Linked DNA regions of Mus musculus: regions 1, 2 and 3 are each linked to region 4. Evidence: chromatin contacts called from public HiChIP or PLAC-seq data. All regions are on one chromosome and are shown on one strand. Each heading gives the region's core, a stretch centred on a gene start, on an enhancer-like site or on the middle of the called end of the contact. The rest is flanking DNA. Distances are from core to core; before and after follow the strand shown.

Region 1 (7,466 bases), core at 2,530-5,029, 410 kb before region 4:
GGAGCTGTGACGAAAGGATGGACCATCTAGTGATTACCATATGCAGGGATCCATCCCATAATCAGCTTCCAAATGCTGACACCATTGCATACACTAGCAAGATTTTGCTGAAAGGACCCAGATATAGCTCTCTCTTGTGAGACTATGCCGGGGCCTAGCAAACACAGAAGTGGATGATCACAGTCAGCTATTGGATGGGTCACACGGCCCCCAATGGAGGAGCTAGAGAAATTACCCAAGGAGCTAAAGGGAACTGCAACCCTATAGGTGGAACAACAATATGAACTAACCAGTACCCGGGAGCTGCATATGTATCAAAAGATGGCCTAGTCAGCCATCACTGCAAAGAGAGGCCCATTGGACTTGCAAACTTTATATGCCCCAGTACAGGGGAACGCCAGGGCCAAAAAGGGGGAGTGGGTGGGTAGGGGATTGGGGGGGTGGGTATGGGGGACCTTTGGGATAGCATTGAAAATGTAAACGAGGAAAATACCTAATAATAATTTAAAAAATGTATAAAAAATTCTCTATAATGGCAAAAAAAAAAAAAAAAAAAAAAAGGAGATGTGACCTTGTTGGGGGGAAGCTTGTCACCGAGTTGTGGGGCTCTGAGGTTTCAAAAGCCCATGCCAGCCCCAATCTCTTCCTTCCTTCCTTCCTTCCTTCCTTCCTTCCTTCCTTCCTTCCTTCCTTCCTTCCTTCCTTCCTCTCTCTCTCTCTCTCTCTCTCTCTCTCTCTCTCTCTCTGCCTATGAAGAGATGTAGAACTCTTAGCACCATGTTTGCCTGTGTGCCACTATACTCTCCACCCTGATAAAGTGGACTAACCTCTGAAACTGTAAGCAAGCCTCCAATTGAACCCTTTCTTTGATAAGCATTGCCTTGGTCATGGTGTCTCTTCAGAGCAATGGAGCAGTGACTAAAAAAAGGCAGTGAAAAGTTTTTTGTCAGGGAGGTCTTATGATCAGAGTTCCATTAGAAAATTGCTGTGTGCAGTATGGTCTGTCAGAGAGATGCGGTATGGAAGTTGGCAAAACTAGAGTGGAACCTTGAAGGAAACAAGAGAGAGACCTCTGGCCCAATTATAGACACACAGGGCATGGAGCAGCTTGTGTCCAGAGATGAGTAGGAGATCTAGACAGGACTCAGTTATGCACTAAACTCGTGTGTGTGTATGTGTGTGTGTGTGTGTGTGTGTGTGTGTGTGTGTGTGTGTGTGTCGGTGTGTGGTGAAAGTGAAGATGAACGCAGATGAAGAATAGCTTTTGGACATGTCAAGTTTGAGGAGCCTGTGAGGAAAGATGGGGAGTCTGGGTTGCAGACAGGTGTCTTAGCATTGAGATGTCAAATGCTGTAATTTTGTTTTTCTTCACTATGATAGGCTTTAGGTATAGGACATCACTGGCCACTGAATCCTGGTGCGTGCTCAATAAGCACTGTGGTGAGAGAGCCAAAAAAAAAAAAAAAAAAAAAAAAAAAAAAAAAGATGCTCTCGGAGGGAGGGGCAGAGGGTGGGGAAACAAGACATGGCCAGATGACAATGCTGCCAGTGCCGTTGGACAAGTCAAAGGCAGGGAAAGGATCCAAAAGATTATGCCACTGAGAAAGCCCTTGGTGACCTGTGTAAGGGTGTTCTTCAGGCACGACTAACTCAGGAAGTTTGGTTGTGAAGTGGTATAAAGAGAAATGAATATAAGACGGGTGCAGTGACATGCACCTGTGATCCCTATACTGAGAAGGTGAAGGACGGAGGATCAAAAATTCAAAGGCCAGCCTGAGCTACATAGCAAATTTAAGGCAAGTTCAAGGCCAACCTGAGCTATATAGTGAGACCTAGTTTAAAAGGCCAAGGGATGGGGAAGTTGCTCAGTGGTAGAGTGCTTGCTTAGTGTGTACAAGACTCTGGGTCTGATCTTCAGCAAAACACACACACACACACACACGCACACACACACACACACACACACACACACACACACACGCACACACACACACACCACACACACACACACACACCCCTTTTACTTACAAAGTAAAAATAAGACTATGTTGTTGGTGGTAGGTATAGAAACTGACAGGTTGATTTTAAAATGTAGAGGACACTAAGGATGTAGAACAGCTAAAGGTGGACTTGGGAACAAAGTTGTAGCAATCCAGTACAGGGGTTCAGACCTATCAGGAAACTCCAGCAATTGTTAGAGTCAATTGGCACATAGATAATTTCATGATCAGAACTGATATGAAGATGGAAAATAGACTCATTTATTTTCAAGTACCTTTTACAATGGTGCCTGTGCCTTACACTGAGAAAATGATAGTCTTTTCAACAAATGAAGCTAGAACTCTACAGAATTTTCATATTTTAAAAAGTGAGATTTGGGGGCTGGAAAGAACAATTGGTGGGCAATCATAAGGACCAGACTTCAGCTCCCAGTACCCGGGTAAACACTTCTAGATTCAACGGATCTGACAGCATCTTATGGTTTCTAGACATGCACAGTTGATGTGTGTCAACCCCTTCTCCACGTGTGTGTGCTTATACTCAGACTCCTGAATATGTACACACTTGTGTGTATACACATAGGCTGACATACATATGTGCACACACAGGTTGGTATCCATATGTGTACACACAAGCGCACACACGTCTATACACATACAGTTGACATACATGTGTACACACACACAGGCTGACACATATGTGTATACACACACAGGTAGGCACCCACACAAATAAAATAAATTTTTGAGAAATGAGCCCCTCTTATCCATCACCATTCACAAAAATTGATTTGAGATCAAGCATAGCCTGAAATGTGAGGACTATGCTAGAGAACTTCCAGCAGAAAACACAGGACTCCGTCTTTATTACCTCAGAGTTGGTCAAGACATATTTTTTATAGATTACAGTAAACGGCAACCATAAAAATCCACTTTATCAAAGTTAAAGGTGTGCATATTCTTAAGGAAATGACTAGGCAAGCCACAGCATGAGAAGGAGTGCTTGCAAAACTAAGATGTAATCAGTAAAACAGAAAGCAAGCCCAGTGCTGAGTAAGAAGCAGGAAATGTGTTTCACAGAAGAGAGCACGTGAGACGCCTGGCGAGCATATGGAAAATATGAGCATAGCCCTCATTATTGGCATGGAAATGCCAATGACTATACTAAAATGACTACACACGAACCAAAATAGTTAAACTTAAGTGATAGACAATACCAAATGTGGATAGGGATGCGAAGCAACTGGAACGCTCTCACATTATTTGGAAGATAGCCTGGCAGCTTCTCATAAATGAGCACACGCTCTGTGACCAGCAATTCAATGATAGGAATTGTCCCAGAGAAATTAAAAAAGCAACGTGTCCACAAAAAGACGAGATGAAGTGTTCCTGGTTCTGTGTATACCTAGCTGATTATCTTTATTGATCAAAGTTTTCCAGAAAAACAGAACTATCGGCATCTATATGCCTCTATCTATGTCCTCGTTATGTATCTAGATAGATGATTTTTTAAATAAAGAATTGCTTCGAGTTGTTATGGAGGATGGGAAGCCCCAAAGACAACACTTGGTGAGCCGGAGACTGGAGAGTGGAGTTCCAGTCCCAGTCATACTCAGACTGATGTCTCGCTTCGAAGAGAATCTGGCTGAGAGAGCAAATTCTCTGTCAGTCTCTTGTTCTATTTAGGCTTCCAATGGATTGTTTGAGGGCTATTCACATTGGAGAGGGGAATCAGCTCAGTATAATGTTTAACCAACTATTTCATCACTTCCTGACTAGGAGAAAGGACACATAAAACCAGTTATCTCTGGTCCACCCTCTGTCAACATGACTGACTATCTTAAGCCACACGTACTCTTCAAATGGAGATGATAAAAATGTTAGAATTTTTACTAACATCATACAAATACCCTGCATAAAAACAAAACAAAAAGCCCCAAAAAAGCCCAAACAAAAAATCCCACTAAACTCTTTTCCCCAGAAGAGGAACTAAAGTCTTTGTGAGTATTTACTTTCTCTATGATATCTTGTAACTTAAATATTGTGGTGTAAAATTAATGATGTATAAATACTATGATATAAGGTCAATACATCTTCTGCTACATGGTAAGGGAATAAGATAGAGGAAAAGAAAACCACATTTAATATATAGGTAAATAGGAAGATAAGTTAATATCTATCATCTATGTATTGGTATCGTGTATACATGTATGTATGTTTGTATGTATGTATGTATGTATGTATGTATGTATGTATGTATCTATCTATCTATCTATCTATCTATCTATCTATCTATCTATCTACCTATTGAGAAAATGCAGTGGTAATTACAGCCGTCATTTGTATAGTTGGCCAGATAGTTTCATTCTGCTTCCCCAGTTACCTATTTTGTATTCTCCTGTCCTGATGTCAACAACCACATCAGTGTGCCCTAGTTCTTTCTTTAGTAGACTTATCCAGACTTGTATTCCTGGAGGTCTGAGCCATTCATAATTCTGACTTCATTGAATCATAGTTTTCTATTGACTTGTATCACAGAGCATGCCAAAAGGATTGTACACACTCACAGGTACACTGATATACTGTCTTAGGGTTTTATTGTTGTGAAGAGACACTATGACCCTAGAAACTCTTAGAATGGAAAACATTTATTTGGGGCTGGCTTACAGTTTCAGAGGTTTAGTCCATTATCATTATGGTAGCTTGCAGGCAGACATGGCACTGGAGAAGGAGCTGAGAGTTCTACATCTGGATTGTCAGGCAGCAGGAAGTGAACTGAGACCCACTTCCTCCAACAAGGGCACACTTTCTCCAACAAGGCCACACCTCCTAATAGTGTCATTCCCTATGGACCCAAGGGAGCTTTTTTTTTTTTTTTTTTTTTTTTTTTTGGTTTTTCCAGACAGGGTTTCTCTGTATAGCCGTGGGTGTCCTGGAACTCACTTTGTAGACCAGGCTGGCCTTGAACTCAGAAATCTGCCTGTCTCTGCCTTCTAAGTGCTAGAATTATAGGCTGTGCCACCACCGCCCAGCACAAGGGAGCCATTTTTATTCAACCCTCTTCCTCTGTCCTGATTTCATTGTAAAATAGGAATCCCATTTCCCTTTGTAATCAGCATCAACCACCTTAGCCATCCAAGAAAGTATCTTTTCTTTGTCTTTGATTCATGAGCACAGCAAACCCCAAGTAGACAGCGGCAGCCTTGACTTGTAGTATAGTAGAGTCATTGTTACGTCTCTTGGTGGAAGTAACTAAGACTGTTAGGGATCAGAACATAATACTGTGATAATAAACTTTTGTTAATGGGTCACATTGAGTGGCACAATTCATCTCCACTCCGTGACTTCTAGACCTTTGAAACCCTCTTAAGGAGACACAGTACCAATACAGTGGGGCACTAGTGGAACCTTGCTGTAGACTATAAGGTGTTGGAATCTGGAAGAGGGGGACACAAGGGTCCTATAATCTCCATCAAGGGCATGTCCCCAATGGTCTAAGATGTTCTAATAGGCTTGAACTTTTAAAGTATCCACCACTTCAGAATAGTGTCCTCCTCCTCTCTTTTTCCTTTAGCATTCTGGCCATAAAGTGATTGTACTCTCTGACATAGTGTGTTGCCTCACTAGAGGCCCAAAGCAACGGAGTTGATAAGTTAGAGACTATGATATGCAAGTGTTTGCCATTGAGCTATATATTCAGACTCTGGATGGAAACTGTGAACCCAAATAAACCTATCCTCTTTTTACAAGTTATCTTAGGCATTTTGTTACAGTATTGGAAAATGTACTTGCATCACCAGTATCTGGAAGTAGCTAGTGGAATGGACTTTGGAAGATTCTGTTACATGGAACTAGCCAGGACTAATTACATGACTAGTTACAGGACTAATTACAGTAATCCTTCTCAAACGGTTCCACCAACTACAGTCCCAAGCATTCAAACATACAAGCATATGAAACCACCACATCCTTGCTCATATGCCCCCTACCTTCAAATACCACTGTCTAGTTAATTTTCCATTATCATAAAACCTCACAATGGGCCTTGGTCGTCAGTGTGGGGGTGGGGGCAGGGAGGTGGAGAGATCTTTAAGGGATGGGCTCTAATAAAAATGGGCTAGTTCTTGCTAAGAGCATTACCCTTAGAAGAGATTAAGATAGTTCTCACGGAACCCTGGACTAATTCTAACAAGAGCATTATCAGAGAAACTAAATCAAATGAGCCTGGTCACACCCCAGCTTCTCTGACTTTCCATCTAGTGATTCAGTCTGGCAGTCTGACTTGCACAGCTGTCGTTGTGGTACCACCCCCCAGAAAGTCTCCACTAAAGCAAAACTGATGTCAGCAGCTTGCCCTTGAGACTTCAGAACTGGGAACTAAGTCAACTTTCTTCTTTATGAAGTTCCTTAGCCTCAAGAAGGTCATTATAACAACAACAAAAAGGCCAAAGGGAGTAAGCAGCTATTAGGCCAAAGATGGTAAAATAGAAGCCATTGTTACAGCCTCTATAGTAAGGCAAAGGATAGGCGAGTTTCTAGAAGGATTACAGAGATTAATGTCAACATCAGGATTTACAGGAGATAGCCTGCAACTACTCACGTTGAAGAAAGAGGAGGCAGACCTCAGTGGTGGAGCACTTGTCTAACATGCGTGAGGTCATGGGTTCAGCTTTTAACATAAGATGGAAAGCAAGAAAGAGGAGAGAGGAGAGGGGAGGGGGGAGACTGACAGACAGACAGAGGAGAGAGGTAGATAGCATAGCAGGTAAAAGTACAAGCCTGGTGACCTGAGTTTGAGCCCTAGACCCATGTAAAAGTAGACGGAGAGAACTGATCCTTCCACATAGTTGTCCTCTGACCTTTGCACGTGCATCATGGTGTGTGCACCCATACACATACATCATAAACACATGAACAACAGGGATAAATTTAAATGTTTAAATGAAAGTGCGCAAGAGAGGGAGGCAAGGAGGGGTGACGAAAGGAAGAAGGGAAGGAAGGAAAGAAGGAAGGAAGAAAGGGATGGATGGATGCAGAGGTGGTAATTCCCAGCACAGTCCCACTCCCTACACATATATGGTTTGAACAGAAGACAGGTGGATCTTTGAGAATGACTGTAGATTATTTAGATTACTATAAGCTTAACCGGGTGGTGACTCCAACTGCAGGTTCTATGCCAGATGCAGTCTCACTGCTGAAGAAGATTACAAGTGTAATTCATAGCTGGGCGTGGTGGTGCACGCCTTTAATCCCAGCACTTGGGAGGCAGAGGCAGGCAGATTTCTGAGTTCAAGGCCAGCCTGGTTTGCAGAGTGAGTTCTAGGACATCCAGGGCTACAGAGAAACCTTATCTCGAAAAACCAAAACCAAAAAAAAAAAAAAAAAACAAACCAAAACCAAAAACCAAAACTAAAACCAAAACCAAACCAAACCAAACCAAAAAACCCCAAATCAAATGTAATTCAT
Region 2 (7,296 bases), core at 2,155-4,654, 440 kb before region 4:
CTTACTGGCTTGCCTCTATAAAAAGGCAAACTTACAGGCTAGCAAGATGGCTCTGCAGTTAAGAGCACTGACTGCTCTTCTAGAGGAACCAGGTGCAGCTTAGTGGTACAATACACATCAGCACCCACATAGCAGCTTACAACTGTAACTGTAACTTCAGTCAAGGGATCCAGTGTGCTCTGCTGTTCTCCCCAGGCACTGCACATACACGGTGCACAGACATACATGCAGGCAAAATACCCATATATATGTGTGTGTGTGTATATATATATTAAAATTAAAAATAAAACAAAAAAGATAAACATACTTCTTTTAATTTGAAAATTTGTTTTCTTCCCTTCTTCTCTTTCTTTCTTTTTTCTCTTCTTTCTTTCTTTCTTTCTTTCTTTCTTTCTTTCTTTCTTTCTTTCTTTCTTTCTTTCTTTCTTTCTTTCTTTCTTTCCTCCTTTCTTCCTCCTCCTTCTCCTTCTTCATCCTCTTCCTCTTCCTCTTCGTCTTTTTTGAGAAAGTTCTCATATATCCCAGGCTGGTCTTGAACTTGATATTTGGCCTACCTTCACCTCTTGATCTTTAGGATTACAGACATGCACTAACAGGAGCTATTTATGGGGATGGAATCCAGAAGCTTGTTCTCAGGGAAGTTTGTGCAAGCTTCCTGGATTTGTAAGTATTTTGAATTCAAGCTTTGAAGTCTTAACTCTATAGTTGTCTTACTATCTCTGTCCACCTCAGCAGTCCCTAAGACAGGCCTCATATAAACCACACAGAGAGCAGCGCAGAGCTCCTTGGGCTATGGGCAAAACCCTAATTTAGAGATCTTAATTGACTTTACCCGTGATTTGGGAACCAGCCAGCGCTTCATTCAATCAAATAAAATATGTGTGCCAGCGAGTCAAGCAGTGGAGTTTAGCTTTATGGATATAAAAGCACTGAAGAAAATGGAAGAAGAAAAGTTGAAGAGGAGCTGGAGGAGGAGCAGGAGCAGGAGGAGGAGCAGAAGGAGGAGGGGGAGCAGAGGAGCAATAGTAGCAGAAGAGTGTCTTGGTCATTTCAAAGCTACTTTCCTGGTAAGCGAGGGAGTGCAGAGAGACAAACTAATAGAAAAAAGCTAACTGATTAGATGGTGATCCATCCACCCCTCCCAGAAGTCCAGATAACAACTTAGTTTTGGTTTAGTGATGGAGAATGTCAGTTTGATTTCAATTTTTCTTCTGGTCTGTTGAGTCTATACAGAGCTTAGTCCCAAGCGGTAGCCTCCTGTGATGTTCCTGTGACACTCCTGTGATGGTCCTGTGACACTCCTGTGATGTTCTTGTGACACTCCTTTGATAGTCCTGTAACACTCCTGTGATGTTTCTGTGACACTCTCATCCCTGGCTCACTTTTCCCACTTTCTCACTTTGTGGGATCACTGACCAAGCTAACTCCTTGTCCTCAAACCTTTGCCCCAGTGTCTGCTTCGTGTGTACTGGTGGTGGGGATTGAAGCTGAGGCAGTGACTCTGGAGAGCCTGTCTGTCTCTAACAGGAAAACATAAACTACGCTGGCTGAAACTGGCACTCCTCTGTCAATTCAGCTACTGGTGACAGCAGAAATTGTTAACAACTTCCGTTTACTGATAGCTTCCTTGGAAGGGATCATGACCCCATCACGTTCTCCCACACCCTATTCAGAGCAGTCTGAGGGGACTAACTATGCTCCTTTATCTTCTAGTTGAGGAAACAATGACACTGGGGCAGAATCTTAGAAGTTGCTAGTGCCAGAGTTGACATTTGACCTTGGCAAATTTTGTTCTGGAGTGCAAACTCTTGACCACATGATTAACTTTACAAACTATTAACTACTAAACAAGCCAAGGGTCTGGGAAGGCCTGCACAGTTCTTTGTGTGGTTTGTTGAAGCATCTTGGGATGACTGAGATGGTAACATAGGTATGGAGAGAGTTAAGAATTAGAAGTCTGAATCCAAACTACCTACAAACCCAAGGTCCTGGAGCAAACCGTTTCTCAGCTCTTAGCTTAAACTTCATTTCTAATGTGAGGTTCAAATGAAATGAAACCTATGGTTGATTTGGATGCTATAGGGGATACACCACAGCTTCCCACCACCCTTCTCAAGGGAGGGCTTTCCTTAATAACTTCCAGGGCACAGGTCTCTTTCCTTGAAAGAGTTAGCGTATATGGGTATAAGACGTGAATGAAGTAGCATGGTGTAGTTTGCCTGGCCCAGGTTTGCCTGTTTGTTTGTGCAGGACAATAGGCTTGTGTGATGATAGAACTTAGGATCTGATAACTCCAGTTTTTACTTTACTTTTAGTTGCCCCAAGATTCAGTTTTCTGGTCTGTGAAATGAGGAGAATAAAGGGAGACTTTGGAGCGAGTTCAGAGGTACACACAATGTGTTGGTCGAAATGTCATGGTCAGAGTAAGGGGTCTTTATTATTACTCTTGATTTTAGAACAGAAAAACAAACAAACAAACAAACAAACAAACAAACATGCAACCCCACTCAAAGATGTAGAAAGAGAAAAATGGAACCCACTGCCTTTAGGATCCAAGAATAGACTTACTAGCAATCTTCATCTGCTCAATGCAGGGAAGGCAGGGAAGTCCCTTAGTCACAGTTCCTATCTACATTCAGATCACACATCTCACCAAAGAAAAAGATAAAGATGGTGGAAGCCATGGACTGTCATAACCGCATCAACATATCTACAGCAGTGGATGCATACAGAGACTGTACTTAACAAACAAAAGTGAATACTTCCGAATCTCAGAGCAAACAAAATCGGTGCATATTGGGGGTGTGGGGTGTGGGGTAATGTCCCCAGCTGGAGAAGAGTCCGGGTGGCTACTTAGACTCTGCTCAGCAGCCAGGCATGGACTTTGAAAGTAGCTGGTCAGGGGTAGAACTTCAGGCAAGGGGTGGAAAGAAACAGGGAGGGGTGGAGAGAAGGAAGCAAGGACTCCTTACACAGCAGCACGAGGCTGAGGAAGTGATTTCCCCTACCCCGCCCCGCCCAGGGGCTCATGGGAGGGAACCTACTGGTTCCCCAGACTCGTGAGAACTCATGCTTCGGAGGGTCTTATAAGTGCCTTTTGGAAACTCAGCATTTGTTAACTTGTCACCGCATAAAGGCAGGAGAGAAGCCTGACATTTTTCTGACGCCTGAAAGCGAAAGAAGAAAGGGTTCTTACTGTCAGGGCCACATCCTGAATGACAGGGGTCAGTGTGTGCAACCGATCCGTGTGGGCGCAGGCTTCTAATTATTTCCTGGATAACCTGTTATCTATTATCCATCAGGCGCCTTGCCAGAATATGCTAACGTCTCCAGAGTTCCTGCTCTGGAGTCTGAGGAACTTGTTTTCATTTTTAAAGGGGACGCAGGCGTTGAGTGACAGCAGCTGGGTATCACAGTAGAAGGGCTACCCTCTGTTGGGCTTGAGCTGATAGAGAGCAAAGGCTACTAAGGTGTGGGTGGGACGGGTGGGGTCAGAGTGGGGCGCCCGAGGGGGTGAGGGGGCCCAAGCCCCTGGTCAGAAACAAAACATTTTCTCCTCAGGACTCCTTCCCTCAGGCTTCTCTTGGAGACTTGGCTGTAATCAGAAATGTCTGGAAATTTTTTCTGAGAAAGTTGAGTTTTCTTAGGCTGTAGTCATTTGCTGGACAAACACGGAAGCTCTTCAAAGAACCTTCTTCTGGGAGACAGGGAAGGGAGGATCCACACCCAGGCGAGCTATCAACTATCAGTCACACCCTGGCCTATATTTGTACTAAAGCACAAAGAAAAGTCAGCCAGTGGGAGGGGACCACAAATATGGGACATTGTTCTGTTTTCTAAAGATAGCCCTTGTTCATTTATTTAAAATTTGGAAAGTCCAGGAAAAAAAAAAGACTAGAAGTTGATTTCTCAGAGGCCCATTGTCCTTGTTAACATTTTGGCTTAGGATGTACCCCCTTCCGCCATGTTAATTTATACCAACCCTTGAAAGCCAGGACTTTTAAGCTAAAAATATAATGCTTCCCTTTCATTCTTTGGAAGCGTGGGGAGGGCAACGTGTTGTTTAGCGCTGGAGTTTAAGGTCAGAGTTCTGGAACCCTCAGAAGGCCCATGTTGCCAGGCTAAAGGTGAGCCCTGCTTACTCCCCAGGGCCTGGGATGGCTAAAATCCAGGGCCTTTTGTTTCAAACAGAGCAAGGGGGTTAAAAGAGTATTCCAGTTATCAAAAGCCCACAGACATGGGGCCAGCTCTCCACGGAAGCTTCCAGAAAACTAGAGAAGGTGGAACAAAGTTATCGAAGGTTCAGAAATCGGTTGAAAAGGGACAGATGAGGTAATCAGATACTAGGTGGTTCCAGATTTCTGCCATGGAGCAAATTCCAGGCCAGAGCTCAGGCACAGAAAAGCAAGCCAAACTCCAAGCTCTTAGCGGAGCAGACAGGCCAGGAGAGGCCGGGTGGTGGGAATTGGCCTAGCAGAATGTAAGGGAGGCAGGAATTACACAACGCTGTCTCAAAGGTTTGACGGGAACATTCTGCTGAGCACCAGGCTGTATGGGCACGGGATCATAGGCAAGGCTCCAGGAGATGACAGAAAAAGCAGTTTTAGGGGCACTTACAACATTATACTTTTAAAAATTAGGTTCTGAATTTTAAAAGATTTTTACTTTGTATATTCGTTTTGCCTACATGCCTATATGTTTTGCCTACATACGCTTGTGTGTCTGCTGCCTGCAAAGGTCAGAGGAAGGTGTCAGGTCCCCTGCAACTGGAGTCACAGATGATTGTAAGTCAGTCATTGTGTGGATGCTAGGGGTTGTATCTGTGTCTTCTGCAAGAGCAGTCAGTGCCCTTAACTACTGAGCCATCTCTCCAGCCCTAAATAAGTTCCTTTGGACAGAAGAATAGAAATATTTGTTAAAGAAGGCATTGGGTTGCTAAGTAGGTAACTAAGCGGGTTAGAGAGGAACTCTGAGCTTCATGTCTTAAACCTGTTGCTTACAGGAATCTTTCACACTAGTGCAGACTCCTTGAGAGGCCCTCAGAATGTCTGTGAGGTAAAATTGATTGGCATGTATCAACATTATTAGAAAGAAAAGTGAGACTTTGTTTAAACCTTTGTTTGTTTGTTTATTTTGATTTTTTTCGAGACAGGGTTTCTCTGTGTAGCCCTGGCTGTCCTGGAACTCACTTTGTAGACCAGCCTGACCTCGAACTCAGGAATCCACCTGCCTCTGCCTCCCAAGTGCTGGATTTACAGGGTATGTGTACCCCTATGTCAAGCAGTAATAACACTGTTTAAATGGACAAGAAATGATAATATACAAACTTTAATGTGAATACTGGCATTGATAGTTTTGCAAATCTCTTTAGCATCTGGCAGAATAGAATAGCTGAATACTTGTGTCCGTTTTGGGATTCAACACACTGGGACATGTTGTTTCAGTACAAGTATATGGAGAAAAAACTAGTCTCATTCAAATCTAAGATTTGGAAAGAGATAAATAGGGGCTACGGAGACAGTTGATTGGGTAAGAGTGCTTGCTGTGCAAGCAGGAAGACCTGGGTTCTAGTCCCGGAGTCCCCAGAAATGTAACGCACGGCCAGGTGCACTGTAACCCCAGCACTGCAGGGTGGAGAGAGGCAGATGCTGGGGTGCTGCCTGCCTCAACGCAGAGTCTGTGTTCAGCGAGAGGACTCATGTTAAGGTAATGAGGTGGGGAGCAATAGAGGAAGACATCCCATCCTCATCTGGCCTTTACACACACAGATGCACACACATGTATAACACAAACACACACACAGAGATGCACACCAACTCACACTCACACAGAGAGGAACAGGAGAAAGGGGAAATAGTTAAATAGCCTTTCCTGATTTACCAGTTTTCTTTTGATACCACATGAAAACAGAACATGAGCAAGTTTATCCTTCAGACACTGATTATGTGGAATCTGAAATCAGGTATTAAAAAACTTAAAAAAAAATCTTTGACATCAAGGTCTCATAACCTTTCTTTCACTTTGAATCCATCTTTGCCTCTGGATTATTTTGTAATCGCATGTGTGGGTCATTAGAAAATATTAGTGGCTGCGTAATGCAGCTATTCTGAATTTTGACACTTGTGCATTATTAAAGTTGCATTTGTTAATATTGCCACCGGCTTTATTGTATACTCTTTTATTTTAAACATTGCATTTTTATAACCCCTTGAGAGTCTCATCCTTGTATATAATCAATTTTAGTCACTTCCCCTTCTATTGCCCTATCTCATTCCCCCTTCTCCCACTAAACTCCCTCTTTCCAACAAATCCATGTCTTTAGTGTGTGGCCCACTGAGTTTAATTGTGCTTCTTGCATGGGCACAGCTGGGAGGTTACTTATTAGAACATGAAAAACTTCTCAGTGGCTACACCACTGAAGAAATGACACCCTGTTCCTCAGCCACCACTAATTGTCAAACAAGGGGGACCAGAAAAGCTTCTATGTATTAGGAATTATGATTATCAAAATGACTAGTGCTTATTTCCCAAGAATCTAATTTTAGTTTAAAAGCTCAGAGATTTTATTATTGGTAATAAACTGTCTCAGGTGCTTCCTCAAAATAATAGGAAGATGCTCTCTGTCTCTCTTTCTGTCTGTCTTTCTGTGTGTGTGACTGGCTGCCTGCCTCCCTCCCTCTCTGCTTCCATGATGTGAGCTGCTATGTCCAGCCTACCTTCCTTTCTAAGATGGACTGATACCTCAGAAATGGTGAGCTCAGATAAACAATCCCCCGTCATGTTGTTTATGTCAGGTATTTTAACATAGCAAAGAAAGGTGTGTCCTGAATACTCTGCTTTCCTGAGGTCTCCTGGCAGCAGCGTAGGAGAGAGCTACCCCTTCATCAGTTGAGGGAATGAGAGGAGGAGGGTGAGAGGACTGGAGCCTAAGAATCCCAGGAAGAGACTGATGGGGCTGGCAACCCTGAGATGTAGCTCTGCTGAGGGGTGCCAGCTGGCTGGTGCTGTGGTGCTTGCAGTGTGAGCGATGCTGGTTTCTGAAGTGTCGGGAAACTGTAAAATGTGTTCCACTGATGCTGGAGAGGGGGGAGGGGGAGCTGTGGCTGCCAGGGTGAAGAGGCATGGCTGGAGGGGGGGTGGAGACTCAACCAGAGATGCAAATGGGAAGGAATTGTTCCTCCCTCCCTCCTGAGCCTTGCAGTTTCCTTGTCCCGTGTCACCTTTGCAGAGTCCAACAGAGACTTCAGGGAAGCAGACCTATGGCCTGTGGAGCCTTTGCTAAAGCATCCCAAAAGA
Region 3 (7,405 bases), core at 2,291-4,790, 470 kb before region 4:
CCCCTTCCATCTCACCATACTATGCCTCTACCAAATATATTCCTGGTTCTCTCTTTCTCCCTTTCTCCCTTTCTCCCTTTCTCCCTTTCTCCCTTTCTCCCTTTCTCTCTCTCTCTCTCTCTCTCTCTCTCTCTCTCTCTCTCTTTCTTTCTTAATAAGACACAACACTATGTAATTTTTTCTTTTAAGCCAGAATCTCACGTATCCCAGGCTATCCTGCCACTAAGCAGTTGACAATGACCTTGAACTCCTGAAGCTTCTCCTTATCTCCTGAAAGCTGGGATCAGAGGTGTGTGTCACCACACCAAATCCACGTTGTGCTGGGATCTTACCCAGGGCCTTGTGGGTGCTAGGTGAGCACTCTACCAACTGAGCTGTGTCATCAGCTCACCTCTCTTCCTCTTTCTTTTCTTCTTTTTCCCCCATTTTGGAGTCAGGGTCTCTAGATATAGCACAACTGGCCTTGAACTCACATTCTTCCTGCCTTGTACGCCTGGAACAGGCATTACAGGCCTGTACCACCATACAAGACTTAAATCTTAAATACCACTGGATTTTCTCATGGTTTGTAGGGCTAGAGTAGGACATTGCCCAAGGGCCTTCACCAATCACCTTAACTTGGCCTCATAGCAGAAGAGTCAAAGCTAACAGAACTCCTGAGCGAGCTAATACTCTCAAATACTCTCTTGACCTTAGCTTTACCTGGGGCACTTGCTCCCCATCTCCTACTCTCTGGTTCTGGGGATTGAAGCCATGGACTCACACATGCTAGACAAACACCCTACCATTGACCCATGACTCCCGTGCCAAACATGCAAAAAAAAAAAAAATCCCTTAAACATGGGAAGTACAGGACCCCAAGGGAATGCCTCCCAAATGGAAGATTTTAGTTTAACAGTGGAGAGGTGTGAGGACCTAGTTAATGCTCTCCCCAGTATGTTTATCTCATGACTTCCAGAACCTGACTGTGTTGACTTGCATGGGAAAAGGGACCATGCAGATGTGATTGTTAGGGATCTTGACATGTGGGTATCACTCGGGTTTTCTGGTCTGGTGTGGACCTGAAGAGTTGAGACAGGAGAGCTGGTGCAATGACAGAAGCTGTGGCCGGACTGACACACTGTGACATGGGAAGAGTTAAGGTCCAGGAAATCCAGCAGGGCTCTAGAACAGAGGGTCTCAATCTGTGGGTTGTACTCCTTGGGGAAGTGCTCTACCTATCTAAAACCACTGGAAACACAGCTATTTACGTGATGATGCATATCAGTAGCAAAATTACAGTTGTGACATAGCAATGAATAATTGTATGGTTGGGGGGTCACTATAACATGAGGCACTGTATTAAAGGGTCACAGCCTTGGGACGGTTGAGAACCACTGCTCTAGAAAACAGAAAAGGCCAGGTCATGCATGATCCTGTTCTAGGGCTTCCAGAAGGATGTGGCCTTTGAAAGCCCTATCAAATCTGTTCTGGACATCTCTCCTCTAGAACTGTTAGATAATCAGTTTGTGCCATCTCAGGTGCTCGATTTGTAACAGAAACCCTAGGAAACTAAACTGGAAGCTATCTGGAAGAGAGACGCTCCTACCCAATACCTGTTGATCTCCAAGGTCAGAGAGCACACAGAGATCTTGCCTTGGGCTTTTCAATATCTCGTTTGAGGGTGTGGTGATTTAAGGGAAAATGGCCCCCATAGGCTCATAGGGAGTGCTTTGTTTGAAAGGATTATAAAGTGTGGCCTTATTGAAGGAAGTGTGTCACTTGGGGTGGGCTTTGAGATTTCAGAATCTCAGGTCAGGCCCAGTGGCTCATTCTTTCTTCCTGTTGCCTGCAGATCCAGTTGGAGAACTCTTGACTCCTTCTCCAGCACCAGGTCTGCCTGTGTGCTGCCATGATGATTATGGACTAAACCTCTGAAGCTGTAAGCCAGTTCCATTAAATGCTTTATAAGAGTTGTCATGGTCATGGTGTTTCTTCACAGCAATAGAAACCCTAACTACATAGGGTTTTGGAGATATACACAGACTGGGATTCTAAGCACAAAAGCTCTCCGGGATACCTGCCTTATAACAAGTTAAGTGAATGTCCAAAGTAGGTCTCTGTACTGTGTTCTCAGATTGCTTTTTTCTGCCCTGTGGGTCAGGCATGGCTGAGGCCCACATATGCAGAAGGCCCTGAGTTGAGAGCCTTGAACTCCTAAGAAGGCGAGCGAGGTCCTACGGAGGCTTCTCCAGACATGGACAGTACTTAAAAAAAAAAAAATTAAGGATGGCACCAAGGATTCCCATCCTGGGCCTCCATTACAGAGCCCAAGGGACGTGCTCTCAGTTGGTTTTGCACTGGAATTAAAATTCTGAAACAAAGATCATATGTGTGTGTGTTATGTGTGTATATATGTGTATTATATATGTGTACATGTTACATATATGTAGGTAACATGTGTGTGTGTGTGTGTGTGTGAGATGTGTTGTGTGTCTGAGCGTCCTACGTGTACCATGAGTCTGTAGATGCCAACAGCAACCAGAAGAGAGGTCAGATCTGTGGAACTGGAGTTACAGAGGGTTGAGAGCAGCTCAGTGTGGGGCTGGAAATCAAACCTGGGTCTTCTGCAAGGACAGCCAGTGCTCTTAACTGCTGAGCCGTCTCTCCAGCCCTGCACTGGAATTATTGCCAAAACCCCCAATGCCACGTGAGTTTTTCAAGCTTTAGCAACTTTCTTTAGTTTAGTCCACCCAGCAGTGACCCCAGTGGGCTCTCAGGGAGGGGGTTCTTCTCTCTGAAGCTGTTTGCTTTCTTTTCCAATTAAGTCCGGGACACTGAATGGAAATGAAGAGGACATCCCTTGAAACGCGCCTTTACAATGAAATGGGATATGAAAAGACTCCAATCCATTTTGGAGACAGTCTCTGCTGTCAGGAATCAATAGAGCCTTTCATTCCACGGTGTGCCAGTTCATAAAGTGAGAGCTACTCCAACTCCCCATTTAACATTTTCAAAGCTGATATTAAATCCCAGATTTTTATATCTGCTGTTGCCCATTTAGGACTGTGTTATAAATCTGACGTCTCTCCCCAGTTCGTGAGTTTGACAGTGCTCGATAGAAACTTTTATAATCAAGCTCAATAAAGAAGCACAAATCTCCACCTTGTGAGTTTAGCTTACAACAACCTTGGTAAATAACAGCTTCCAGGCTTGCTGTTTGTCAATATTCGTCATTTTTTAAAAGGGGGCAAATTGAAATACTTTGTACACTCTTAGCTCCTGGATGGAATTCAATAGTGACCAAGCATGGCCATGCATGTCCATAATCCCAACTCTTGGGAGGCAGAGGCAGGAGCGACCCTATAAGTTTAAGATCATCTGAGGTCCATGGTGAGTTCCAGCCAGCCAGGGACATGGGAAACCTGGCCCCCAAACCAGAATTCAATTAGATGTCTTCATTGTGGCAGCTAAAAAGACCAACTGTGAGGCGTAGAGGGTGGAGTGGAGGGTGACGTCTGGGCTCGGCTATCAGCACTGACAGGGATATAGAGCACAGGCCATTGTCTGGAAATCTTAAAAAACAAATTCCTCTTTGTTTGTCAGTATTTACCTCAGCACTGACGTGGGAACCCAGGCCCTCTGTCTCTCTAAATCACCCTTAGGCTGGAAATGGCAGCCATTTCCAGCCCCGAGCCTCCTTCCTATGAGCTCCTTCCACAGAACTAGAGCTTGGGTTGTTGTTGTTGTTTGTTTGTTTGTTTTTAATGATAAATGGAATTTTTCTTCAAGTAAATGAGACTCAGGGTTCTCCACTTTCCTATCTGCTAACAGGGACCAGAAACAACACTCTGTGTTATCCAGTCATCCCTCAAGGTCCATAGCCATCCCTTGGGGACACACAGATCTCCAAATCAAAAGATCTTTAGGTCCCTATATAACAGGTCATAGGATTTGTCTGTAAACTGTATACATCCCCTGTGTGCTTTAAGTCAACTCTGGGTTATTTGTAATACTTAATGCACAGCAAATGCTCTATAAGTAGCTGCTGTGCATACTATAGGGAATAATGATAAGAGATAAGTATATATCAACTAACAAGACCACCCAGAGCTCCCAGGGACTAAACCACCAACCAAAGAGTATACATGGAGGGACCCATGGGTCCAGATACATATGTATCAGAGGATGGCCTTGTCGGACATCAATGGGAAGGGAGTCCTTGGTCCTATGGAAGCTTGATGCTCCAGCATATGGGAATGCTAGAGCAGTGAGGAGGGAGTGGGTGGGTGGGGCAGAGGAACACCCTCATAGAGGCAAAGGGGAGAGGAGACAGGGGATAGTATAGGGGGTTTGTGGAGGGGTAACCAGGAAAGGAGATATCATTTGAAATGTAAACTAATAAAATGATTAATAAAAAAAAATATAAAAAGATGTATTTATTTATTGTATGAGTGCTTTATCTGCACGTTCACCTGTGTGCCAGAAGAGGGCATCAGATCACATTATAGATGGTTGTGATCCATCATGTTGTTGCTAGGGATTGAACTGTGGACCTCTGGAAGAGCAGTCAGTCAGTACTCTTAACCACTGAGCCATCTCTCTAGCCCCCATAAGTATATATGTTAAGAACAAACAGAATTAAAAAAATTTCAATCTGAAGTTGTTTGAATTCATGGGCATAGAACCCATACATACAGAGGATCAACTGTACGTATGTACATATGCATATTTATTAATATGTACCATGTAGCATATATACATAGCATATATGTTATATACAATATATATCTATACTAAAATAGTAGATATGTGTGAGGATGGTAGACATCAAATTCAGGGCAATGATCTTTCTGTCTGAGGATGAGAAAGGAAACATGAGAAGTAGGATTCCCAGAAAAAATAATGATAGTCTGTTGTCCTATTTTGTCAACTGAACAGAAAAAGAGATTTACTTATTATTTTATGTACGAGTGTTCTGCCTGTATGTATGCATGTATGTACACTGCATGCATGCCTAAAACCTGCAGAAGCCAGGAAAAGATGATAGATTCCCTGGAACTGGAGTAAATGAGGAATTGTAAGCCACCATGTGGGTGCCAAACTTGGGCCCTTTGCAGCAATAGCAAGTGCTCCTTATCGAGCTCTTCATTGCTGTTAAAACAAAAGCTAAAACAGGCTCTAGAGCTGGCACATCAGAGAAATGGGAAACGATACGACAGACTGAATGTCATTCAAATTCTACATGGGACCACGAGGCCTGGTTCCATGGCCTAACACTGTAGTCCCGAGGTATTGCTATGAGTCTGAGGTCAATATGAGATAGATCTTGTCAAAAAAGAAAGAAAGGGAAAAAAAGAGAAAAAAAGAGAAAAGAAAAGAAGAGAAGAGAAAAGGAAAGGAAAGGAAAGGAAAGGAAAGGAAAGGAAAGGAAAGGAAAGGAAAGGAACAGAAAACCCTGTCAGGTATATGGTACACACATTTAATCCCAGCACTCAGGAGGCAGAGGCAGAGGCAGAGGCAGAGGCAGAGGCAGAGGCAGAGGCAGAGGCAGAGGCAGAGGCAGAGGCAGAGGCAGAGGCAGAGGCAGAGGCAGAGGCAGAGGCAGAGGCAGAGGCAGAGGCAGAGGCGGCAGAGGCAGAGGCAGAGGCAGAGGCAGAGGCAACAGATGTCTATGAATTTGAGGCCAGCCTGGTCTACACAGGGAGTTCCAGTCCAGTCAAGACTACGTAGAGAGATCCTTTCTCAAAAAAACAAAAACAAAAACAAAAACAAAAACAAAAAAAAACAAACAAAAAAGCTCCCAAACAAACCCAAATCAAACCAACCAAACTCCACCAACACAACAAAATGACACAAAACAAAATGAAAACCCCCAACCTCATAGATTCCAGATGGTTCCTTCACTGTCCTCAGAGTGCTCAGGGGCTCATGTGGGGACAGGATGGACAGACAATGGATAATGAGAGGCAGATAGAATGCTGCCTCGTGCCAGCTGCTGGAAGCTGATTATTATTTTTATAGGAGTTTTGCAAGCCAACATTTAAACACCCACTATTAAAAATTAAAGTCTTTACATTTACAATTAGCCTCATTATATTAAAAAGGCAGTAAGCACTTAGAGCTCCTCGCATGGCAGTTACTTAACTATTGCATTATTCACACCTTTAGCTGCTGATACCAAAACAAAACAAAACAAAACAAAACAAAACAAAACCTTAGCGATCCTATCCTATCGGAACTTAAGGGAGGAAAGATCCATCTGGGCTCACAGTGAGGAGGTGTGGCAGGGCAGAAGAATTCCCATCACAGTAGGCAGGAGACAAGAGAGGGAGGGAGAGGACGAGTAAGGAGAGTGAGAAAGGACATGCCAGAAATTGGACCCCATGGAAGTATTCATACCAGGGAGATGAGGGTAGGGGCTACCCCACAGCTCCTCAAGCCCCCTGGCCCGGAGAGCCCCTAGGTAAACATTAGCAGCACACACTGACCAGAGAGCAACTTCTTCAGTGACACTCGTATTTCCACCATGATTGGAAAACTTCTAAAAAAAAAAAAAAACCCAACTGGATAGTTACAAGAAGTAGTAGGCAACTGGGCAGAATTTTCAGGAGGAAGTATTCTGTTCCCTCACATGTACCTGTCAGACTTCAAACTATCCAGCATCTGTCCTCTTCACTGCCCGCCCCCCCCCCCCAGGCAAGTGTGCATCTGTCTCTTGGGCATCTATTCTAATCCTGGAGGTAACAGCCTTGTCTTCTACTATCTCAGCTCCCACTCTTTTTTGAGACCTTGACTTACGTAATATGAAGTAAAGGAGTGTGGTGCTGGCCTACGGAACCTTGCACACACACACACACACACACACACACACACACACGTTCCATGCCTGCTGGCCAAATTCCTTGCCCCTTGGAAAGCATTGCTTCTGGGTTGTGTCCCTGTCTGGCAGGTCCCGGCAATCTGGAGCTCAGACTGAAGCCTGAGGCAAGTAGAGGCTGGCAGAAGAAGGACTTCCTGTCCTGTGTCCTTGCATCCACAGCTGAGCTGCTAGGACTACTTTCTATACCTCCCAGCTGGTGCTATAACAATTCCGCCTTAATTGTATGTGGCTTCTTGGTCTTGGGGGCTGTGTGCCTGCTAGAGCATAACTATGGGACAGGTTGACTGAAGGAGACTTCATCTATGCAGCTGTGGTGAAGCCATAATCCAGGCTACACGAAGACTTTCCTGCAGGGCAGCTTTGATGAACCTCCTGTCTCCAGGCGAACCCTCACATCTGCTCTGTAAGCAAACCCAATCAACTCATTGCTTTCCCAGGTTGACTGTCAGTGGAGTCAGCCTTCGGTGAGTCTCTGGAGTGTATAAGGAAGGAGTTGGTGTCCTTTAAGTCTCACCAGGGAGGAAATTCCTGAAACAGCTCTAG
Region 4 (7,365 bases), core at 4,349-6,848:
CTGAAGATTAGTGGCTCTCTGATTCAAGAAAATGAAAAAAAAAAAAAAAACTTATATTGGATGTTCAGGGAGCCCAGAAGTAAACAGCGGTGTGACCAAGTATTTAACTCCTCCTGGCAGAATGCCACCTTTGTGTGACTATGAATAAATATAGCCTTGAGGTCAGAGGTGGAAAACCTTCACCAGCCCATCTGTGTGAATCTACCTATAAGCGTATGTGCCTACTTTCGTGTGGCCTGTGTGCTGGCCACAGTGTGTGTACCTGTGTGTGGCTTATGTACAGTCATCTGCTTGGATGCCTACTGGCATCTACCTGCCTAGCAGCCTGTGTGTCGGTGAATGAAGTATGTCTTTACCTGCCTGTGCCTCCTGTGTTCGCTTTAATCCCCAGCTTCCTGGGATCCTCCTCCACTCTTGGCTTTGGGGCTTGGATCTCTCTTGTGCTTACTGACTACACTGTGGTATCTGTGATTCTCAGCATCATCCAGGCACCTCCTTTAAAGCCTATTGGATGAGTGCAATGTAAATAGAAAATGACTCAAAAAGAAACAGCCGGAGACATGGAACTGACATCCTGGCCATGTCAACCTTCTGTTAGGGTAGAAGTGGAGATAATATTTTTTTTCTGATACTTAGCAAGTTCCTCAATTGAGTCCTGAAAGTGGAAGGTTAGGGGATGGAAGATGTTCTTGGTCTTCCAAAGGGAAAATTTTCAATAGAGAATTAGAGATTAGCAAAAACATTGGCTGAGCTGGTGGAGTGACAGTCTAACAAGTTGCTGCTAGAGGTTACAAAATGCAAACACGCTGAGATTCCCACTGTCTTGGTTTCTTTTCCCCTTAGTGTGATTAAGTACTCTGACAAAATCTACTTAAGGGTTTATCCTGGCTCAAGGTTTAAGGACACAGGCCACCATGGCAGGAGAGTCAGTGTGGCAGGAGCCGGCCACATTGTACCCCCAGCCAGGAAACAGGAGTCAGTTTGGCAGGAGCTGGCCACATTGTATCCACAGCCAGGAAACAGCTATGAAGGCAGGCACCCCTCACTTCTATTTTATACAGCCCCGGACCCAGGGAAGGTCAGCTCCTCAATTAAGACAAGTTTCCCCACTTCAGTTAGTGAACTCAAGATAATCCTCTAGGGGCACTCTGAGACCTAGATCCTGTCAAGTTGACAGTGCTCACCATCACACACCTAGGAAGCTTCTTCCAGGCTTGGCTGTGCGAACAGCTAAAGTAGTTCACTAACCGAAGCTCATCCAGAAGCCAGCGAAAGCCTTGGTTGCTGTCTGTCTGTGTATTTGTTTCATTTATCTCTAGTGTGGGCAATGGCTTTCTGCTTCCAATCTTGCTTAAGTGCTTTTCATGGATATAACACAACTCTGGAGCACAGAGGGAGGGAGAGCCTCAGAAATGTGGTCCCAACTTCTTGCCTTCCACGGAGAGGCTGCTTCAGGGCAGGTGGAGAGCTCAGATGAGGGACCTGCACACGCCAGTGATACTAAAGCTTTCCCATCTCCACCTCCAGGGCATTGTTGTGATTGGTCTGATATCTTCATGCTTGAGCAGTTCAAAACACTGATACCATCGACTCAACTACATCGTGAGAGCCTGCTTTATAGTGAACTACAGGGTGGGAAATGGACTCTGATTTTTGAAGCAGACTTACTGAGAGTTTACAGCTATTCTGTGTATTATGCATGTGAACTAGAGTAAGATTTAATTGTCCTACACACACACACACACACACACACACACACACACACACACACACACACGCACAGACTTGGTAGAGCTTCACTCCACCAGCTTAGCCAATGTTTGTCCAAGTCTCTAATTCTTTATTTTGAAATCTTTCTCTTTGGAATACCAGGAATATTTTCTATCTCCTGACCATCCATTCTAGGACTTTAGATAAGAACTTGGTAAATATCAGGGAAAAAATGTTTGTATGTTTGTATGTATGTATGTATGTATGTATGTATGTATGTATGTATATTTGAGCTTATAGGTGACAATATTTTTGCACATCTGCATTTCTCAGACTTTTATACTATATTTTTAAGTAAAAAATTATTTAAACATATATAGATATATGTATATACACATATTTAAAATAGCAACTTCACTTAAAAGTTGTAGCGCATCCATACAGTACTATGCAATCGCTTAAAATTATTTCTCCGAGGAACAGTGTAGGCATGAGAAAATGTTCATGGTATGATGAGAAGTGAGAAAAACAAGTTAGGAAGCAGCAGGAACAGCGCAGCACTATTTTTATAAAACAGCCATCTAAATGAAAGACTTTACACCAAAGTTTTAACTGTCGCTTTCTTTGAAAGTAGTTGAGATTATAGGTGACAGATTTTTTTTTTTTTTGCACATTTGTGTTTTTTGGGCTTTTTATATCATGTTTTTAAGTTAAAAAAAACTATGTAAAACTAAAAATAATATGCAAAGTGTCTGATACAATTTCAATAAATGATAGCTCCCTCCCACGTTCACTTAAAGTGATTTGATCTCATTTTATGTTTTGAATAGAGAAGTTACATTCAACATCTTACAAATACTAAAGTGAAAATTCTCCCTCCAACTTCAGCCTTCCAGCCATCTGCCTATTTCTCATGGGTAGCCAGTGTTAACCATTTCTTTTGTTTGTTTGAGATGGGGTTTCTCTTTATAGCCCTGGTTGTTCTGGAGCTCACTCTGTAAACCAGGCTGGTCTCGAACTCATAGATATCTACCTGCATCTGGCTACCCATGAGTGCTTCTGTAAGCACACACATAAAGCCATGAGTGCTTGTGTAACCACACACATAATGCTGCAATCATTTCACTACTTGCGGAGACACCACTCCATGTCATTTTTGCTCTTGATCAGACCCTAAGTGTCCTCCAAAAGTCCATGTAGTAAAGGCTGGGTCCCTGTCCAGGGCTGTGGAAGCACAGTGGAGACAGCAGGGGGTAAGGCCCAGTGGGAGGTCTTTAAGTCCTTAGGAGTGTGCACCCAGGGGTTGTGGGGCTGTGTTGTCTCTTCCTTCTCACTCCCCAATCCTGGAGCAAGCTCTTCTGTTGTGCCAGGTGCCTTTACTGTGGGGTGCAGCCTCACCACAAACTTAAAGACAAGGCCAACCAGCCCTGAGCTGGAACCTCTAAGCCAAAATAAACATTTTTCTCTATAAGTTGCCTAGAGTATTTGCTCTAGCAGTGTGAAAGGTAATTACATCCTTGTATAGAGATATTAGAAAAATATTTAAGTTACCAGCATTGACTTAAACAGTCTCTTATTGGTTAAGAGCTAGAAAGAAGGCAGCTACAGAGGCAAGGACCATCCGCCCATTTCTGGTCTCCTCTAGGCGTAAATCCAGCACCCCCTTTACAGGCTCCAGTCAGATTTATGCCTCAGCATCTGAAGTTGAGAACTCATACCTATGCAGACGACCGTCTTTTTAATCTTTTTTTTTTTTTTCAATACCACGATTAGATTCATTCTGAAGCTATTGTGGTCTAGACCCTAAAACTTGTAAGCTATGTCTTTAACAGTCTGCTTCTATGAGTCCCTCTGTCTGTTTTGCTGCTTATTTTATCTCTGTCTCTCACCCTGATTCTTCTCTGGAGAAATTCATACCTTATGTATTGCTTAGAACTATTTTTCGACATCCCATTTTTCATCTTGGAGGACCTGAGAGTCTGAGGCTTGTTACTCAGTTTTACACCTGGCTGAAAAATAAGATCCAGTGCGTGACAACCAGGGACCAGGTCAGAGGTCTGTGTGCTAGTTAGTTTTTGTCAATTTGACACCAACTACAGTCACCCGGGAAGAGGGAATCTCAGATGGAATGGCCTCCTTCACATTGGCCCGTGGACATGTCTATGGGGGAATTTTCTCAATTGTTGATAGGTGTGGGAGAGTCCCTGTGAGAAGTAGTATCTCTGGGCTCCTGGTCGTGGGTTGTATAGGAAGCAAGGTGAGCAAGGCATAAGCATCACTCTGTCATAGTTTCTGCCTCAGCTCCTGCCTTGAACTCCTGCCTTTAATTCTCTCAGTGTTACCTGTTTGTAAATATCCTCCCTTTCTCCCAGGTTGTTTTTGATCATGGTGTTTATTATATCAACATAAATCTATCAGCAACAGTCTTGGAACCCTGGTAGATGCTTGGGAATATGGCTGTGAGGGGCTGGTTGAGGAGAGCTTACCTGACAGTGGGTCTTTGGGATAGAAGTCTTTGCTGGTAGCTAGGAGAAGGTAGTTGAGACCTAAACCAATAAGAACAGTTTAATCTTGTCCTCACATGGGGCCTGAAAGAGAGATTCATTGGGTAGTGGGTGAAGTTCTTAAATGAAACTGATGCAGAGTGAATGCTTACTAACATGAAGCATTCAACTAGCTTCTGCAGTCTCTTCGGTTATATTTATAGTGGTTCTGCCTCTGTTGCTAGGATCACTGTGTCATGTGGAACTTCTCATCTCTATCACCTGTGGTGTTTTGTTTTGTTTTGTTTTGTTTTCCTTCCCAGTAGTCAGCCTATAAACTAGAGGGCAAATCATTGAAACTCAACAGTTTAAACTGGGGTATTCACAGATGCAGGTGTCTGGTTAGAGTGACACACAAGAAAGGGTTCAATCAATGTTGTCTAAACTGAACTGCTCTGGGTCAATGAAAGCCCTCTGCGGAACCACAGGGGAAGGCGCGTGCCCTCCCTCACTGGAGATAATGGCCTTGGGAACAATTATTAGCCTAATTTCTTTTTACATCAATGCAGATTTGATGCCTGGTAATATATGTGTTGTACCTTTAATGGCCTTTTAATGATGAAGAGGATCAAAAGCGTTTTAGATCTGAACCTGCACCATTAGTCTCCATTCCAGAAATTCCCTGTAATTACTGCAGCTGCTTCTCGGAGCCCCGCAAGAGTGACCAGCTTTGTGCGTGTATCTGCTCAGTTAATCACAGTCAGCCCAGAGCCCAGGCTGACATAGGTTCCAGGAGGTGCTTACTGAAGGTGGAGGAAGACAGAATAGGATGATAGATGGACTGACAATGGGAAAGGGGGAAGGGCTGAGTTATTCTGGGCCCAGAGTGTCAGGATCCCTTAGCCATGGTCCTCTCATCTTTCCTATAAAGCATTCTGGACTTTGCATGGCTCATGGGTTGATACAGAACCTTTTGGATTCTATATTGGAGATAGAAAAGGTTTGTGATGATTTGCATTCTATCCCATTACATCACGAGTGTCCATTGGGTCAGGTGAGGTTATGAGACATGTGGCTGACACTGGCCTCTCTCTAGGACCAATAGGTTCATGTAGACTGTTAGAGCTCAGGGTGCAGCTCACACAAGGCAAATGTCAAAGGAGAATGACATTTCCTGGAAGTGGAGGTACTCAGGTGTTTGGATTGTGTGCTATTTGATCTCCTGACCTTTGCCTCTGGGATCCACTGACTGCCCTTCCTGTATCTGAGAGGCTGATCACTGTATCAACCTCCCAGGCTCTTGTGTCTTGGCATCCAGTTGGCTTTAGTCATAGGGAGAATAGGCAGCAGATTCGAGGCATGAGAGAGATGAGAGGATTTCTTCTCTGACCCCCTCCACCCTCTGATATGGGAGCTCTGGCAGTAGATGAATACTCTGTCACAATAGGTCCTATCAGGAGGCACAGTCCTGCCTCCAGCTCTGCCTAGGTTCTGTTATCACGGTTTCTTTGTCCCAGGAGGAGGGGTGGGTGGTATGAGAGTCTGTTATTGCTGATCCCTGGATTCTTCCATGTTCTTATTGAGGAATAAGAATATTCTAATGTAATCCTTGTCAAATTCCAAACCCCCGCTGAATGTGCCTCCTTCAGGAGCCCAAGAGACAGATGAATTTCATCCATCTGTTTCTTTTTCCTAGACACACAAGAAGACTCATCATTTGAATAGCAAATATTACTCCCAAGATTGCATGTTGAAGACTCTGGTTTCGGCTTCTGTTCCAGAAGCTCATGGGAATTTACAGAGATAAGAGCTAGAGGAGGTAGCCCAATAGGAGCTTGCCTTTGAAGTACCCATATGTCCATGTCTCCTTCCTGTTTCTCTCTGCTGCTAGGCTACAAGATGAGAGTTATATCACTGAAATTCTAAGGGTGGTATGTTAAGTCAACTATGGTTAAATACCCTGACTCTTGTGCAGTAAAGGTATTGAGTGAAAGACCTCCTAGACCAGTCGTTCTCAATCTTTCTGATGCTGTGACCTTGTAACACAGTTCTTCATGTTGTAGTGACCTCCAACCATAAGATTATTTCCTTGCTTCTTCATAACTGTAATTTTGCTATTGTTATAAATCGTAATGTAAATATCTGATATGCAGACTATCTGATAGGTGACCCTAAAGGGGGCAGGACACACAGGTTAAAAACCACTGTCCTAGAATGAGGAATTCCTCAAGAAATAAATATAAGGAAGTATGCAATCTTCTAATGAGAGTTCACTAAGAGTGTAGCATCACTTTATTGTGAACAGAACAAGGATCTAAATTTCAGAGCTCTAGAGTTTAAATTCCCCACTTCTTACTATGTGGTCTTGGAGACATTACTTTCTCTTTCTAAGTCCTCATTTGTAAAACAGAGAAGGGTCTTCAGTGTGCAGATGATTTGCATCAGAGAGAGTTCCTTCTATTTTCCTCTCAGCTCTGAGTTCTAATCCTAGCTCCTCTAGCAACTGGTAGATAATTTCATTGTAGGCAGGTTTCAAATTTGTAATGGCCTCTCTGAATTCCCACTGCTGAACACTTGAACACTTTTCCCATCACTCTGGTTTCCTGGCAGGGAAGAGATTGTCTCAGGGCTCAGGCTTTCTTTACTCTTCACTTCTCTGCCAGCAGAGACTGCCTAGAGCCTTGTCATCTGACCAAGACCCATAGAGTGGAGCGCAGAAAGGCCTTGGCGTTTTCCAGGAACCAGTGTTGTATCCTAGAAAGCCTTAGCCAGGAGACCTCCAGCTTCTGCGTGAGTCAGAGGCCGCAGAAAACAATGAAGAAGGGCTTGTTAGAAACCCTTCAAACATGGAACTCAGCAAAGCCGGTGGCAATGGAGTAAGGACAGTGCTGGGGAGAGTCAATCAATGGCATGTACTGTATTCTTTTCTCTACTCTTCAGCATCTCATTGTAGGGCATGGAATCTCATAAGCAAGGCACTTGTTTCCTTTATTGTCCCATCCCCCTTGAGATGGCTCCTTGCTGAGCACCTCCAGCCTCCCTGCCAAATCCACTTTAGTGTCTTTCCAAGCCAGTCTAAGAAGGGTTGGGAGGGACAGAGAGAAATCAGATCCTGAGAAGCAGGCCTTGCCAGGGTGTCCTATCCGGGCTAGCCTGTGGGAATTAAACTCTA

Evidence for each region. HiChIP or PLAC-seq counts read pairs in DNA pulled down with a chosen protein or histone mark.
Region 1: an H3K27ac HiChIP or PLAC-seq map of extraembryonic endoderm stem cells shows a contact between it and region 4. The contact joins two enhancer-like sites.
Region 2: an H3K27ac HiChIP or PLAC-seq map of extraembryonic endoderm stem cells shows a contact between it and region 4, with 4 times the contacts expected there. The contact joins two enhancer-like sites. A contact is called at or near these places in 1 of 484 Hi-C or Micro-C datasets (liver), 4 of 115 datasets of contacts at active chromatin or transcription factors (embryonic stem cells, extraembryonic endoderm stem cells, large pre-B cells and 1 more) and 1 of 9 other capture datasets (embryonic stem cells).
Region 3: an H3K27ac HiChIP or PLAC-seq map of extraembryonic endoderm stem cells shows a contact between it and region 4, with 9 times the contacts expected there. The contact joins two enhancer-like sites. A contact is called at or near these places in 1 of 15 datasets of contacts at CTCF or cohesin (large pre-B cells) and 2 of 115 datasets of contacts at active chromatin or transcription factors (extraembryonic endoderm stem cells and large pre-B cells).

Annotation. Positions count from the first base shown.
Region 1 is chr12:77,082,367-77,089,832 of GRCm38.p6, forward strand. No RefSeq gene overlaps it. Among named protein-coding and RNA genes, the nearest start is that of Gm35189, 31 kb to the left of the region's middle. Within about 2 kb of position 3,780, at least 112 of the 459 cell types and tissues checked have an H3K27ac peak or open chromatin away from gene starts, as enhancers often do. A contact at or near this core is called in extraembryonic endoderm stem cells, where this site is marked.
Region 2 is chr12:77,057,202-77,064,497 of GRCm38.p6, forward strand. No RefSeq gene overlaps it. Among named protein-coding and RNA genes, the nearest start is that of Gm35189, 5.8 kb to the left of the region's middle. Within about 2 kb of position 3,405, at least 189 of the 459 cell types and tissues checked have an H3K27ac peak or open chromatin away from gene starts, as enhancers often do. A contact at or near this core is called in extraembryonic endoderm stem cells, where this site is marked.
Region 3 is chr12:77,027,166-77,034,570 of GRCm38.p6, forward strand. No RefSeq gene overlaps it. Among named protein-coding and RNA genes, the nearest start is that of Gm35189, 24 kb to the right of the region's middle. Within about 2 kb of position 3,541, at least 4 of the 459 cell types and tissues checked have an H3K27ac peak or open chromatin away from gene starts, as enhancers often do. A contact at or near this core is called in extraembryonic endoderm stem cells, where this site is marked.
Region 4 is chr12:77,492,988-77,500,352 of GRCm38.p6, forward strand. No RefSeq gene overlaps it. Among named protein-coding and RNA genes, the nearest start is that of Gm35240, 57 kb to the right of the region's middle. Within about 2 kb of position 5,599, at least 5 of the 459 cell types and tissues checked have an H3K27ac peak or open chromatin away from gene starts, as enhancers often do. A contact at or near this core is called in extraembryonic endoderm stem cells, where this site is marked.